Regions from separate parts of the Hordeum vulgare genome. Here region 2 is linked to region 1. Evidence: chromatin contacts called from public Hi-C data. All regions are on one chromosome and are shown on one strand. The core of a region is the stretch at or near the end of the contact, and the rest is flanking DNA. Distances in the headings are between cores, read along the strand shown. Region 1 has its middle 3.8 kb from the start of LOC123429839. Region 2 has its middle 92 kb from the start of LOC123429843.

Region 1 (3,207 bases), core at 531-3,030:
CCCCCCTTCCTTCAGTCGTAGTTCCGACCTATACTCGACTTCTTCGTGCTTCGACGGCTAGTGATTGTTTAGAATTAGGCCAACGCAAAACCCATGCACAATATGCTGATAGTGGCGACACTTGCGGGTGTCGTTCCCTTCCTGGAGGCGCTGCCATGGCTGTTATCTCGGCCCCTCTTCGACCATGAGGCGAAACCCTAGGTCCGGTTTTCTGGATTAGACGATGAGGATGCCTTGGCGTCGCTCTCCTTCATGAAGGCGTTGTCTTGTTTACTCGCGGTGTCCTTGGTGCTAACTTTAGTGACGTCGGTCGTCCATTTGTTGGTCGGACCGTGTCTTTGGTCAATGAGTTTACTTTGTTTTTCTTTGGATCGAGTGTCTCATGTCCCTCTGTTTTGGGCACCATGTTCACGCCTTTTGCATTCGTGCCATGTGTTGTACCACGCCATGTACTCTTTTAACTTCTTCTTTTATCAATGCAATAGTACACAAGCTTTGCGTGTTCTGGAATAAAACAGTCCCATTCAAATTCATTGATATGACATTAGACATATTCAGTTTTTTGACATATGTATACCATAAAAGCTGAAATTCAAAACGGTTAGGAAATTCCGTACCGTACCAAAAATCAGAAACCATAAAAACCGTAAATTTTTCGGTTCAACTATTGCAGTATATTTGTTAGTATCTCTACCTAATAATACAGGGCTATTGTTTGTGGCGGTACGTCATAAAAACTGTCCCTAAAGGTATAAATTACTACCTAACAATGCCACATATAAGTGATAAAAAACATTTCACACAGGGAAATCCCTCGCCCAGGACGATCCATGGAGCAGGGACCTCCTATACTTTGCTCTGCGTCTTAGAAGAAGACGTAGCGCGCCCATTTTGGTCGGCCCATGTCTGGGCAGCCTGTTTTTTTATTTTTTACTTTTTTCCTTCATATTTTTATTTTGTTCTACTTTAAATAATTTGGGACTTTAAAAAGGATTTGAAAGTTAAAACATTTGAGAATTTTAAAACAAAATGTTTAATAAATCATGAAATGTTTGTGGACTGAAAACATGCTTGTGATTTTGTAAAACATATTTCTTATTCAAAGAATGTTCGTATATTTGAAAACAATTTTTCGTGAAATAAAAAAATCAAGATTTATTTTAAAAATTCTTTTATGAGAAAGTGATCAATAAATGAAAAATTAATTGCCAATTCAAAAAAAATCATCAAAGAAAAAATATCCAAAAATTCAAAAATATTTATGATTTACAAAATAGTTTAATCATTCATAACAGATGGCAATGAATATAAAAAAAGTTTGTTAAATTTTAAAAAATGTTCTTTAAATTAAAAAACAATAGTGCATCTAAAATTTATTTTTACTAATTTAGAAAAACATGTTCCTCGATTATAGAAATGTTCACCAATTCATGATTTATTTTATAAAAATGTTTACAATCCTTGGAAAATGTTTGCAGATAGTATGAAATGTTCATGAATTTAAAAATGTTCTTGATTTTAAAAAATGTTCAGAAACTTGTACAAGTGTTGACGAATTTGTAAAATGTTCACTATTTCAAAATTTAAAATTATTAATGATTTCAAAAAATTAAGAGTAATAGTGTATCTCGATAATGCAGCAAAGTATGATCATGAGCAGTGAAGATTATGAAATATATTTTCCGTTGCAATGGGCTAGTCGGTTTTAAAATGCACAAGGGTGAGATAGTGTACCAGAACGGATTTTTTTTCATTTTTTCTCAAAAAAACGATGTTTTTTCTTTTAAAAAAGGGGATGAGTTTTTTTAACGAGCGAACAGTGAGCAAGTTTTCCGTGCCTTTAATGCGCTGGTCCCACCACCACCCACCACCACGCCCCCTCCTCCTTCCCTCCCTCCTCGCCCTTGTTACTTGACCCCAAACCTATTTCCCAGCCCCAAATCGGCGACGGTCCCCGAAGCCGAAGCCAGACCCAAACCCAATCGCCGGTCCCAAATCGGCGACCGTCGATAATGACGGCGACGACGCGAGCGGCGGAGTGCGGCCAGAAGTTGCCGTTGCTTGTCCCTGGAGAGTACCCTTGTGTTAGGCAGTTCCGTTACCGGCGTCTCCTCACCTTCCTCTGGCTCCACGGCTACGGCTCCACCTTCTTCGCGTATGCACCCGCAGCCCTTCTTTCGCATTGCCAGTGATTTGATCCACCCTGCTCGCTGATCAACGGAATGCATGATGCAGGATGTTGAAGCACACAAACACCTACATTTGCGTGGTCCATCTGGTGCGCCTCGTGCGTGTCCCAGGGCCAGTGGACTGAAGCCTTGGATTACATCCTCCCTCGCTTCTCGCCGCTGGACCCCTGTTCGACGCCCAGCCTGGAGGCCTCTGTCCTCGTCAAGTTTCTTCGCGCGCACCGTTTATTCCAGTCGCAAGTAGCCAGGTATCTGAAGCACTAATTTCATATGGGACCCCTCCCTTTTTCTCGCAATATACAGATCAAGCAAATTCCTTAGTCATAGCACTACTCCTCTGGCTCTGTGAATCGGTAGGTTTTCTCGGGACTGGAGACCCACGTGGGCTAAAGCAGCAGAGATCGTCGGGGACTTGGCTAACAGGACTCCAGAATTCAAACACAGGCTGCTACTGCCGGACGGCCTGATGGGTCCGCAGAACATACTCCCCATCGGCTTCGGGTATGCGCACACACACAGGCACACACACCGTGCGCATCACTGTCAAGTGGTAATCCATGATCACGCTGTAACTTACTAATCAATTTCTCTTTATTTGATTGTTTGCATCCGGGTCAGCTTTGCTCCTTTCCGACGGAGGAGGCACGTCAAGAAATGTACCCGTCCCCCCAGCAAGCATGCACGCCAAGAACGTTCCCATCGGATAGCTAATGTCTATCTTGACAAGAGGATGAGGTAATCTTACTCTTGCTATCCTCGTACCTTGATTCAACCAACATATGCATGCCATTTCTCATTTCTTCGTACGACTTGTCTTCTCATGCTTGGTTCGTTGCCCTTTCCAGCCTGCCTTCTTCCAGCCACTGCAGCCAGGAGATGTCACCTGGTATACTCCATTCCTACAGCTAGCTTCTCTCTGCAACCTTTTGCCATCGAGCAATAATGTAGAACAATCCTTTTCTTTTAATCTCATTTGCAGAAACCAAAGCTAAGGCGCGGGATGACTGGTTTAGGAGAA
Region 2 (3,207 bases), core at 328-2,827, 940 kb before region 1:
TTTTAGAAGCACTCACTTTTTTTGTTCTGTTCTTATGGTTTTCTTTGATTTTTTTCTATGTTTCTTTAAACAATCTTCTTTCATTCTTCTGTTTTTCTTCACATCTTTTCTTCGGTTCTCATTTTTTTCAATTTTACCATTTTTTTCTGCTTTCCAACAGGTGTCTAGTCTTTTCAATACACATTGTACCTTTTTCATATACACGTGCATAATTGTTTCTTGCATGTTGAACATTTTCAAATATATAATACATATTATTTCAATTACATGTTCGGAGGAAACATGAATACATGTTAAACAATTAGCGGCACAAAATATTTAATAAAACTATGAAAATATTTTTTTCTGTTGTATAAACAATTTCTAAATACATGATTAACAGTTTTTACAAACATATGTTTTGATGTCTACTATTTGTTCATGTATATCAGCAACAATTGTTGTATACAAGTTTAACCATTATGCAAAATATATAATTAACATTTTTTGAAATATATGTTTTGATGTCTACTCTTTCCATACACGCTGTATAATTTCTGTACACACCAGGAACAATGTTTTTACGAAATTAAGATTTCGTAAATACATAAATAATATTTTCGTTATATATTTACGTCAAAACTTGTTAATGCTCGATATATTTTTAAAGGTCAAAAATTTATCAAAAATATGTAAAAAGATAGGCATAACTCTAATGTAATAAGATGATCCAATGGAGGGATCGTGAAAATATGCATTTATGTGTACTCGGCGAAAAACAATTATTTCGGTCCAGGATACATACATTCATATTTTTCAATTGCCCCGTTGAATCATGTTATATTATAAGCTTGTTCTTTAAGTTTTTTTTCTAGATTTTTTAAACTGCTACACCGTCAAAACCCTTAACTAGTTCCATCATAAGCAATGATAGAAAATCCTTTTCAAGTTTACTTTATTTGGTACACATTTTATATCTTTGTTATATGTTAGAAACATTTTTTCAAGTGCATAATTAATTTTGCTTTTCATATTCATGATTTTTTATTTTTTTTACACTATATGAACATTTTTTAGGCAAGTCCAAATTTTTTATAGATTTCTTAACATATTTGTGAAAATGGACAAAAGGTGAAAAGATTGAAAGAGAATGCAACCACTCACATGGTGCATGCGTGCATTGAATTTAAGCGATTACACGCTGTCTTTCTCCACTTGTGGTGTGTATCTCATCCTATCAAAATCTCATTTCTCTAAAACGTAACAAGCTCGAGGAAAACTTCACGCTTGCGTTGACTTTAGGTGACATGTGTTAGGCGATGTAGAGCGAGCGCTTTCATCCGCCTCGCGTATGGCGATACATAGGCGCGCCCCTGGAGGAGCATTAAGAACTCCTTCACCATAGCAAGAATGTACGTGTATGCGTTTGAGAGATATTAGAATTGTCACGTGTTAAATATCATGCAGCCCACAGAAATAACCTGAATTATAGCGGCTCGGGCCGATGAAACAATTGGCCCAAGAAGCTATGAAGCCGGTGCACGGTGTGTCGTACTACACGGGGTCCCCTATGTTTCTCGCCTTCCCCTAGAGCGGAGTAACCCCTCGCTAAAGTTTGGACCTAGATGAGCCAGCCCATCAGCACGGGAGGCCACAACCTCTTTTTTCGTTTTTACGCTTTTGATCCCTTTTTACTTTTGTTTATACTTTAAAATATTATAAATGTATATATAATAAAAAAAATCTATTGAAACATTAAAAAAATGTTGAATAATTATTTGAAAAATGGTGAACAAGTATTTGAATACTGTTGTATGGGTATTTAAAAAATATTGAAGAAGTATTTTAGAAAATGTTGATCCTGTATATAAATTTTTTAACCAATCATTTGAAAAAAGATATTGAACAAGTATTTGAAATTTTTTGAACAGATACATTAAAAATGTTGAACAACTATTGGAGTAATATTGATCAAGTATATGATAAAATATTGATCTTGTCTAAAACAATGGTGAACAAGTATTTGAATAATGATGAAAAAGTATTTGAAAATGTTGAATAAGTATTGGAAGTGTTGAACAAGTGTTTGAAAATGTTGAATAAGTATTAAAAATGTTGCACAAATATTTGAATATATTTAATTGGTATTTAAAAAATTTGAACGGTTATTTAAAAAATGAAGAACATGTATTTGAAAAATATCAAATAACTATTAAAATGTTAAACAAGTACATAATTATTTTTCATAAGCGCTCGTACAATGTTGAACGTCTACACAAAAAAATGTTGATCACTTACTAAAATCTGTTTTTGACATATTCAAAAATGTAGATTGAAAACGAAAACAAACGTGAGAAAATACCAAAAAGAATGGAGAAGTAAAAAAACCAAACTAAAAGACGGAAAAGAAACAAATGCAAGAAAACAAAAAAGAAGAAACAAAATGCAAGAAAGAATGAAAAGAAAAGAGAGAAGAAGAAAAATAAAAGAAACCAAAGAAAGTATATAAAAAAAGAAAAGCTAGATGTTTTCCTGCTAAGTAGGTTTGGTATCTCAAGATGGGAAGCTAACATAGTGGCTAACAAGATCCTAGGATCACGAGATTGACTCCTCGCTTGTCCCTTTTTCTTCTCTTATGATTTCTCTTTTTGGTGACAACTCATGGACCAAACAATTGATCCCTCTTAAATCACTTAATGCAAAAATAGCAAAATAGCTCCCGCGGTACCGCACTTGGCAAGCCTTGAGCTCTGTCAGGTCCAGGCTAGTTCCCTGCGCTCGCATAGAAGTAGCGGAATACTCTCGAGAGTGGTTTTTCTAGCGGTCTGGGTTTCTACCGGGTAGGCTAACACCAGACGATCCTATTCGGAGATTCATGAAGTATATATCCGGTTAATCAAAGGAATTATGCGTACTTCTTTGGGCAGTACACAACCGCAAGCAATGTGTACGAACCTAAATGTCCAAAACAATAGCAGTATTTTGTGTGGACTTACATTGAAGGCATGTGTCATTCATATGACCCCTCTCTTTCGTGTGCTGTGAAGCTTGTAACCTAGATCAGAATGTGCGGCAGCTCTGCAAGATTGACATTGACATTTATCTTCCTACTTCGATCCATTGGTTAGCAATCCAACGATGTACTACCAGTTTCCAGATGCGAGTTCCAATAGCTTCCATTTGTAAAGGTAATCTAGAATCTGTCATCAGAACTAACCTACTGAAAAT

The links. Hi-C and Micro-C count contacts between places; a contact is called where the count stands out from the background.
Region 2: a contact with region 1 is called in a Hi-C map of leaf, with 3 times the contacts expected there. The contact joins two enhancer-like sites. A contact is called at or near these places in 1 of 6 Hi-C or Micro-C datasets (leaf) and 1 of 1 datasets of contacts at active chromatin or transcription factors (embryo).

Annotation. Positions count from the first base shown.
Region 1 is chr2H:160,163,969-160,167,175 of MorexV3_pseudomolecules_assembly, reverse strand. No RefSeq gene overlaps it. Among protein-coding and RNA genes, the nearest start is that of LOC123429839, 3.8 kb to the right of the region's middle. Within about 2 kb of position 1,780, at least 1 of the 3 cell types and tissues checked has open chromatin away from gene starts, as enhancers often do. A contact at or near this core is called in leaf, where this site is marked.
Region 2 is chr2H:161,108,116-161,111,322 of MorexV3_pseudomolecules_assembly, reverse strand. No RefSeq gene overlaps it. Among protein-coding and RNA genes, the nearest start is that of LOC123429843, 92 kb to the right of the region's middle. Within about 2 kb of position 1,577, at least 3 of the 3 cell types and tissues checked have open chromatin away from gene starts, as enhancers often do. A contact at or near this core is called in leaf, where this site is marked.